Regions from separate parts of the Arachis hypogaea genome. Here region 1 is linked to region 2. Evidence: chromatin contacts called from public Hi-C data. All regions are on one chromosome and are shown on one strand. The core of a region is the stretch at or near the end of the contact, and the rest is flanking DNA. Distances in the headings are between cores, read along the strand shown.

The links. A called contact is a pair of places that touch in the nucleus more often than the background predicts.
Region 1: a contact with region 2 is called in a Hi-C map of leaf, with 1.9 times the contacts expected there. The contact joins the promoter of LOC140173762 here to the enhancer-like site in region 2. A contact is called at or near these places in 2 of 8 Hi-C or Micro-C datasets (both in leaf).

Annotation. Positions count from the first base shown.
Region 1 is chr6:110,063,190-110,068,002 of arahy.Tifrunner.gnm2.J5K5, forward strand. LOC140173762 (zinc finger BED domain-containing protein RICESLEEPER 2-like) reads right to left here and starts at 2,771. Exons shown (of 3, transcript XM_072198337.1): 1 at 2,585-2,771; 2 at 239-1,953; 3 at 39-158. The coding sequence starts at 2,771. The coding sequence ends at 39.
Region 2 is chr6:110,026,634-110,032,131 of arahy.Tifrunner.gnm2.J5K5, forward strand. No RefSeq gene overlaps it. Among protein-coding and RNA genes, the nearest start is that of LOC112754163, 7.3 kb to the left of the region's middle. Within about 2 kb of position 1,493, at least 2 of the 3 cell types and tissues checked have open chromatin away from gene starts, as enhancers often do.

The sequences.
Region 1 (4,813 bases), core at 1,521-4,020, 38 kb after region 2:
ATTAGTGATAGTGTTGAAAAACGATGATGGTTGTCTTTCTACCATTGCAAAACATCAATGATTGCATCATTGCAAAATAATGTTGCCTCACTCAAATAAATATCTAGTTGGTTCTTTCCACTTTTCACTTCAGCTTCTTGATTACGGGACATCAAATCCTTTGCATTACAAACAACATATGAATCAAAAAGCATAAAAAATAAAAAATACATATAACCAAGTAGATAAAAATACTTACACCAACAATTTTAATAAGCTGAGTTCCAATTGCAGAAGATGTTACTTGAGAAAAATTATTTGAAAGTTGGGAAGAACTCTCTACAGTTGTAGAGAAATTTTGGTCATAAACTTCAAAAATCTTGTATAACTTACTCTTCACATGCTCCACTTTGTCTTTAGCACTAATAGGATCAATCTCATTATAGCAATGAACCAAAGTGTTGAGTTTAAATCTAGGATCAAGAACTACCCTAAATGCAAGAACAACACTGTATTCTTCCCAATATTTCTTGAACTTAATCATCATTTTTTCTCCCACATTCCTTATAAGCACTTCATTATTCTTCAAACTATTTATTAAAATAAGCTGGATTTGCCAAACTTGTAAAAAATACAAGTTGGATGTTGGGTAAGAAGTTCCAGACATCAACTTGGTAGTTTCATAAAATGGTAACAAGAAATCACATATCTTTTCAGTTCTTCTCCACTCATCTGATGAAGGACAATACTCCCTAAACCCAGCTTCTTTTACTTTATACATTTCAAAAGCTTTCTTATAAGGAATAGCACTTGCAAGCATTGCATAAAGTGAATTCCACCTAGTAGGAACATCTAAAAATAATGCATTCGTATACTCAAGTCCCTCAATATCTTCAAAACATTCTTTAAACTTAACCATTCGACTTTCAGATTTTCTCAGAAACTTAATAGACTCTCTAATCTTATACACTGCATCACCACATATTTTCATTCCATCTTGGACAATAAGATTTAAAATATGAACAGAGCAACGAACATGAAAGAATTCACCACCACACAACAATAAACCATACACATCCAAAGTACTTTTTAAGTGTTCAACACAAGTATCATTAGAAGAAGCATTATCCAAAGTAATGAAAAAAATCTTTTTATCAATTTTCCACTCAGTCAAAAGCGTAAAGATTTTAGAAGACAACTCAAATCCTGTGTAAGGAGGAGGCATATCACAAAAATTGAGAATTTTACTTTGTAATTTCCGGTTCTCATCAACAAAATGTACAGTCAAACATATAAACCCCTCATTGGTACTGGAAGTCCAAAGATCAGATGTTAAGAAAATTCTATTTGGAATGGAAACTAAAATTTTTTTAAGTTTCGCAGCTTCTCTCTTGTGAACTTTCACTATGTCAGCCTTAACCGTATTCCTAGAAGGAAGTTTCAAAGTTGGACTAATATATTTCACCCAATTTCTAAATCTCCTATCATCAACCATATTAAAAGGCTTATCCCCAGCAACTACATACCCAGCAAACATATCTCTAGCCACTCCTGAATCAATCTTAAGTGAACCCATTTTAAGTTGCAATTCTGCTATAGTCTGACCAATATCTTCATGCTTAATTTGAGTACAACTATCAAGATTCCATTTTATAGTAGAAGTGCCATATCGCTTACCTCCATCTTTAAACACCTTCTTGCATCCTTTACACTCAGCACATTCTACTCCATCCTTATCTGGACCGAGCTTTTTGAAAAAATTCCAAACATCGGAGGTTGCTAGTCTTAGCCTTTTCAAACTAGATTCATCAACCTCGATCGGAGCAGCCTCAGAATCAACTCCAATAGTAACAAGGTTACTCACAGTTTCAGAATTCATATTTTCTGAAATAAAAGCAAACGTAAATTGTTTATATGAACTAGGTTCATCAACCATTAGCAGACCACACAAAAAATAGCAAACAATTTCTGAATCTGCATCAGATTCAAGTATTCAACCAAATATCAACCATTATCAACCATAATTAAAACTCAACTATTATGAAACAACACAAAAAACAGGAAACAATTTCTGAATCCGCATCAGATTCAAGTATTCAACCAAATATCAACCATTATCAACCATAATCAAAACTCAACCGTTATCAAACAACACAAAAAAATAGGAAACAATTTCTGAATCTGCATCAGATTTAACCAAATATCAACCATTATCAACCGTAATCAAAACTCAACCATAATCAGATTTAACCAAATATCAACCATAATCAAAACCCAACCAAATATCAACCCTAATTTACCTATATCAAACAGCACAAAACACAACAAACAAACCTAAATTGATGAATCTCAAACCATAAGTTAGAAAACTAACCAGAGGAGGCGAGGAGCAGCCATGTCGTAGTGATGAAGATAAACAAGGAGACCCAGAGTCCCAGAGAGCGAGACCAGCAGCGAGAGGACAAGACCCAAGAGCCCAGGACCCAGACCAGCAGCGACGACGGCCAGACGGAGCAGCAGCGGTGGCTAGAACCCAGTAGGCCACGATGACCGAAGATCGACGTGACTCAGTGACTGCGACTCAGCGAGCGTCAGGGGTGAGGACGGAACTCTGAAGTGCGAGCTGAGCTCAATGGAAGTGTGAGATGGCGGGTGTGAGGTGTGACCGTGTAAGACTGGAGAAGCTGAAGGCTGAAGGCTGAAGCCTCTGTGTTGACTGTTGAGGATGACCGAGTGAGAGACTGAGAGTGACGGTGAGGAATTGAGGAACTGAGGAACCGAGTGAGAGCCATCGAGGAGATTGGAGACGAGGAACTGAGGAAGCTGTAACTGCAAATCTGGAAGTGGAATTAGGGATTCATTAGGGTTTCACTGGGGATTAGGGATTGGGTCGGGTCGGGTGGGTGGGTTCATGGGTTTTGGACTTCTGGGTCTAGGTTCATGGGTTCACCTTAAAAAAAATGCCTCAGCCCGCCGGGGAAGCCCGCCCCGCCCTGCCAAAGCCCACGGTTTAAGCGGTTTGGGTTAGGCGGACTTTTGTCTTTCGGCGGTCCCAAATTTCCAGCCCAGCCCGCCTTTTTTGGCGGGTTACGCGGGCCGGCCTGGCGGATTTAGGCCCGTTTGCCACCCCTAGTTGCAGTGATAGCTTGCGAGCGCGACGACCATGAGGCGGCGGTAGCAAGACCTGTGGCGCCGGCGCCACCTTCCTCTTCTCCTCCCTCAGTTCTCTCTCTTTCTCTCCGTTATCTCTTTCCTCTCTCTCTTTTTTTTCCATGAATTGCTGCTGAGTTTGGGAAGAGAAGAAGGGACTTTGGTGGCTGAAGGAGGTAAGGCGGCTAGGGTTAGGAAAATTGGGGGTTAGGGAGCTATTTGGGGATTTAGGATTTTGGTAAAAATTAGGTATAGGGATAGTTTGGTAATTTTAATAAAATTGGAGCGTAAAGTATTAATATTTAAAAAATTAATTTAATCTCTAAAATTACTTTAAAATATTATTTGTGGTATAAAAGTACTAATTGATTCTCAATAAATTACTCCAATTGAAAATACATGGTAATATAATTAATTTTCTTTACCTTTAACTTAAAGTAGTAAATAATATAAATATAAAGCATCTAAAATCGAATCATATAAAATTCTTATTATCTCATAACTACCAACTTTATAATTTAAATATAAAAAATAATTCAATAATTATAAAATTAAACAAAATCCTAATTTAAATAGCCAAACCTCATTATTTTCAAATTTCTAGAACTTTAAATCATAAATAGGAAAATAATCCATAGGTATAGAGTTTGGATAAAAACCTTAATTTATTTTAAAACCAATTAATTGCCTTTAATTATTTTCAATAAAAATAATTTTTGAAATTAAAATTATAAATAAATATATCATTTGGGATTACTTCAAAATAAAACTTTTCAAAGGTCTTGGATCTTACAGATATAAATAAATGTAATCTTATGCAAATTTTGTAATATTAAAATTAAGAAATACCACACAAGAATCGTTAGTTATGATGATGATATATAATTGATTTAGAGAGAAAAAAGAACAACAATAAAAATAAATATTAAAAAATATGGAATATTAAATCGACAAAAAGATTAAATAAATCATATTAAATGCTAATAATGAGAGAAAACAATTAAAATTATAGTAACATCATAAAAAAATATTTCATATCTAAGATATAATAATATTTTTTTTATTTGAAATGCATATCAAATGATATATTTAAAGAAAATTTAACTTGCTTATGTGTATTCTAGGATAACATTTATTCATATATATATATATATATATATATATATATATATATATATATATATATATATATATATATATATATATATATATATTTGGAATGTAGATTGAATTTTTTTAAAAATAATACAAGTGTAATTATTCGTGCAATGAACGAGATAAGATCGAATAAAATAGTTTTAACAGAAGACTAATTTTTTTTAAATATAAAGACCCATATAAGAAAAGCTATAATCCTAAAACCCTAATTAATAGGATAACAATTTCCAAATTAAATTCTTAAAAAATTCTCCTATAAAGTAATAAATAAAATATCATAAATATTGATTCTTATTCTAAACTTTAACATAACTCATGGACTTATTTCAAATGCCTTAACATTCACAAGAATGTATAGTAACCATGTTCTTCCTTCATATGAACTTGTAACAACGATGGAATGTCGAAATATTTGTTGCATATACTACAATTACTTGAATTATAAGTAACTGGATTGTGAGCCTTGCTCTTATGGGCGCGCAAATTTTTTGAAGTTGAAAACTTCTTATCACATTGATCACATTCG
Region 2 (5,498 bases), core at 243-2,742:
TAGAATAAAAAATAAATATAATAAAAAAATAAAAAACAAGATTAAACAAATTAATATTATTTAATTTTTTTCACTGAAAAGAATTCACTCCCGAATGATCGATCAGAATACGGACCACAATATCCAATGAAGATAATTGGATAAGAAAATTAAATATGTTGTCTTTTTCCTGCTGCTAAGCCAATCACACCAAGATGATAGGATTAGGTGAATGTACTCTACCAATTTTGTTGTGAAAACAAATGTCTTTTTTTTTTTTCTTTTATAGAATTTTAACCACTATGGCATATTTGTTAGGTAGCGTTTGGTGAAAAGACATATACCTAAAGACTAAAACTAAGAGATAGAGACTAAGAGACAGAGATTGAAATAAGTTTTAGTATTTTGTTTGGTGTTAAGTGAGAGACAAAAATTGAAACAAGAATAAAATTCTAATTTAATTTGCACAAAGGATAAAATTGGAATTAATTAATTAAAATGAGAATATTTTAGGTATAAAATGTTATTAAAGTTTCAGTCTCTGTTTCTAAAAAATATCAGTCCCCTGTGTCCCTACATTTTAGAGGTACTGAAATACTGAAATTTTGGGAACAGAGACAGAAATTTTAGTACCAATCTTTGAGCCAACAAACATGATACTATGTCTCAGTCTCTCAGTCTCTGTCCCAGTACTGCAAAACAAACGCTACCTTAGTGAATGGATAACCACTAATTCTAATATTTGTTGGTGGTAAAAAGTTAGACACGAAACCATCACAAAACAAATATATCTTATGAAATAGTAAAATTGATGACGTGAATATTCTATATATGTAAAACAAATACATATATAGAGATATTTTAAAATTTTTAACATGATAAAATACGGGGACTACATACATTAAAATTATATTTAATTATATTCACATCACATGTCTAACACTTAAGAAAGAGTTTTATGAAGTTTTGGACTCTCTCACCATATATATATGAATTAGCTTTTATTAGTGATGATTCTACCAAAATCTTATAACTCATTACAATAAACTTCTAACGTTTATTTGAAAATTTTATGAAGTTCCCTTTCCACTCTTTATTTTAATCTGTTTTCTTTAACACTGAAAAAGTTGGTTGAGGAAAAAAAAAAAAAACTCCCATTTGATGCCAATATCAATTTTTAAAATACCCTCAATTAGTTATTTACAATATAATTTAGTTCTTACTTTTTTTTGGACAAAAAAGGCATGCCAATTACTATTATATGAGAATTATATATGTATCAAAGACACATAGAGACGTAACTAAATTAAAAAAGAATAAGAAAAAAAGAAGAATATATACCCACACTTACTGTTTTTGTAAGTGGTCCTTGATGGGTTAAGATGATTAGGCAATGATAAGCTCATAATTATAGATGATTGTAAACCATAAATATTTTGGGCTTAGTAGATCCTAACCTCAAATAATAGATGAACCTTGGGGCCCTTATGTCCTGAAATTTTGATAATAAGAGGACCACATTGATGCATACATATGAAGGGAGTTTCAATTCATTCAGTTATTGTTGTCAATGTCCTATGAGTATACCTTCCATTCTGTTACCTTAGGAAACAGAATTATTTCTTGTTGTTTAAATCATATAAGTTGCTCACATGCCATCACATGGCCCTTGTAGGCTTTTATGGTCCTCCACATACACCACCACGTACTAATTAAGGGATGTATATTATCATTTATTGGTTTAATTATTCTATTCGTATTTATTATAGTTTATTAAATTTGTAATTAAGTTTTTATATTTTTAATAAAATTTTTATATTATTTTTAATTTTATAATTAATCTTTCGAGTATAAAAAATATTAGAATTAACTGAATATTTTTACTCAAATTGAAAATATTCATAATTAAAAATCTAATTAGATATTTAATCGCATATATTTTAGGAGAAATATCTTGATCATTTTACTATTTTTTACATAAAAAAATTCTAATTACAAAATTAAAAGTAGTATAGGACTTCAATTGAAAAGAAAAAAAAAGTATAGATGTCTAATTAAAAATTTAATAAAATTATAGGAGAAAGTATAGGGAGTCAATGGAGTATTTGTACAATGTGTACAATGGGGTTTAGAAATGTTTAATTCAGTAGAATATCAGATGTTTATTATTTCTGGTACCGGATGGTTATTCTGGATAGTATGAATATATTGTGTTTGAGAAATTAGTAGCATTTTACCCTGGATGTTCATTTTCTAACTTATATTGGGTCAAATAAATAATCTATTGTACACATTGTATAAATATTCCATTAACTCCCTAGCGGAATTCAAATTATAGAGACCAACAGAATACTTAAACCTCAAACCTCAGGTAAACTTGCATTCTCATTCTTAATTATTGTAGGGAACCCTAAATCTTGAGACATAGCACATAAATTAAAAGATTTTTCAGTATTCGAATCTTTTTAACCTAGTAGATAAATTAAAATTGGCTTCAAACTTAGTCTATCTCAATTCCTTTATTAGTAACCACTAATTAATTATTTTAGAAGATTTTAAATATCTTTAGAAAAAACCTCATAAACTATATATGATATCATGATTTGAATATCCTAATCTGGCACTGTATTGGCATATAGTAGTAGTAGTGTGACTGTGTGAATGTGCTTGTATTGTGTTAGAGGCATATCTATGGTATCCATATTATTTCAACATCATAACTACTATGAGACTTGACCATGCCATTAATGGTGGTCCTCAATTTTTCTGAAGCTGAAGAATTGGAGAAACAAAGCAAAATCGTGTGCATGGCTTTGTCCCTCCAAAGGGTCATTGTTACATTGCTCTATGTCCCTCTTTATGTAAACAACAAAGTCCAATTGATATAGACCTACCTATAACACAACTGACAAACCTAAATAATAATTGTTGGAAAAAAAAAATTCTAAATTCTTTGTGGTACCAGCCAACTTATCATACGTACATTCTATTATCCCTACACTTTCCACTTTGGCTTTATTTTTTTTAACTAGTTTTAGTATTTTAGATATAAGGATTTTTTTAACTATAATTATTAATTTTTTGAGATCATTTTCGTTGCATACAGCACATAGTTATTCTCATTCGGACACGTGCATAGATCCACAATCATGCAATAAAATTTGAGTGAAAGATGTGACTGTGGTCCTTATTTGCTTCACTGTAGCCCATCATATAAATGTTAAAGTTGCATGCACTTAGTGAAAGATATTTATTTTTTTTAGCCTTGTGAGTGGTGAGGGATCAACAAAGAGGAATTAAGTTAATAAAAATGAGCAAAAGATATAAAAAAAAGTAAAACAACTAAATTTTAGAACCAAAAATATAATGTTTTAGCCAATCAAGTTAGTAAGTACCAAAAGCATACTTTCCTTGTAAGGCATGAAGCCATGAAGGGAAATGTTTTGGAGAGGAAAATTGATGTGTGGTTGATGGATGGATGAAACCTAAGTAGGGTGGGATCCACACCCTCATCCAAAATAAAGTTCTTTGACACATTTGTATGTTAATATTTACACATAACAATTATTTTTTAATAATAATAAATGGAGGTGAAAAAAATAATTAAATTCATCAGTTAAGTTTTTACCTTATTTAATTTGATTTCTATTTCAATTTATAACTTCATCTTCTAAACCCTATTTGTGAAACCTATATTTGTATTTGGCTTTGGTTCATTTGGTTGGGCTATGACATGGTTTGTTAATTGTCTCTTACATTTATATAGCATTATATAGCATGGTATGCATCTATAATAGGCTTCTTTATTTACAAAGAATAATACTAGGGAATTAATTTTTTCTAGCTAATATGAGTCAAATTTTTCTAATATTATTTTATTTATTTTAAATTTTAAATTCTAAATTATAAATCTTCAAGCCAAATCCTAAATTATACTTTTTTCATTTGTGAATTACTGTTTGCCGCTAACCTAATCCTTTTTATATAAAAGATACCAGAAAAGGTGATTAATAGGTTTTTAGCCAAAAAATTTCATTTTCACTCTCACTAGATCAGTCACTCCTTCACTTAAAGCCAAAAATAAATAAATAAATAAATAAATAAATGAAAGCATAAGAAAATCCCATATAGGCTTGATCATTAATTGTGCTCCTTCAATTTGTTATGATTTCAACTTTTAGAGAATTTGGGGTTTAAAATTAAAATTGAAAGCATAACAAAATAAAAATTCTAAAGAAAAAAATAATTATTAGTATCCATGAATTTTGTGAATGTTGATAAAAGTATCCATCAAACAAGAAAATTAAAGTTGTACTCATAAAAATGAATTTTATACTACAAAAATAGCCAAAATTTAATTTTTGTTGACTTTTTAACAAAATTCCCAAATTAACTCATCGTTCATCTTCAACCTTAATTTCACGGCCTCTCTTCTTTCCCAAACTACGCTCATCCTTTGGAAATGAAAAGTTTCAATACAAAAGTATCCAAAACTCTTAGAATCTGAAAGGTTCTTCCTACCATTTACACCATCACCACACAAAAAAAAAGGCTAAATTGCCAATTAATTTACAAAATCAAGCCATACCAAAATTTAAATTGCCAAAAAAAGTGAACAAACCCTCAATCTCAAAATGTTAATTAGAAAAACAGACTTAGTATAGAAAGATGGCAACAAATGTGAGGTGGCCATGACAGAAGAAATCATTGATGCGACGACGACAACGAGACTCTGCGAAAGGCAGCGATGATAGGCGACGAAGAGGCTGCTGGAGGCAGCAATAATGCTGCTAGTGGTGGTGACGATTCTGCTGGAGGCGGTAATGACAAGGAAGATCGATTAGGAGGTCGTGACGATGACAAACGAGCGTGGAGTAGGAGACGATCTTGTTGAACAAGCGTTGTGTAAGATATGGCGAAGATGAGATGACGACAGTGAAAAAGCGATGATCAACAGTAAAAATAGTTGTTGTAGATTCAACCATGTTAAACTTCTTATTCTGATTATGGTTCTTTCATATCTGAAAGAGTATTTTTTGGTGAATTTTGAGAAGAATAAGAAGAAGAAGATGATTTGGGAGAAAAAAATAAAGGTGCTAAAACTGTAGCCATTGATATATGGAATTTTTGAAGCACTACTGTTGTTGAAGTTTAAGAAAGAAAAAAGGATAGGGTTAATTTGAAAATTTGTTAAAAAGTCAACAAAAAATTTAAATTTAAATTTTGTCGTACAGAACCCATCTTTCATGAATACAACCTTAGTTTTTTATTTGATGGATATTTTTGTTAATATTTGTAAAGTTCATAGGTACTCATGGTTATTTTTCCAAAATTAATCCTAACAAAGACACTCACATTAATAAATATTTCTAAAATTATTGAAATTATTTTTTAACTATATCCCTGCCTTGAAGTTGAACTATATTTTCTCCTCTAACTTGATATCTTAGGTAGCACATACATAGTAAATTTTCTACTTCATTCTTAATTTTCTTATACATCATAGTTAGCTAGGATGG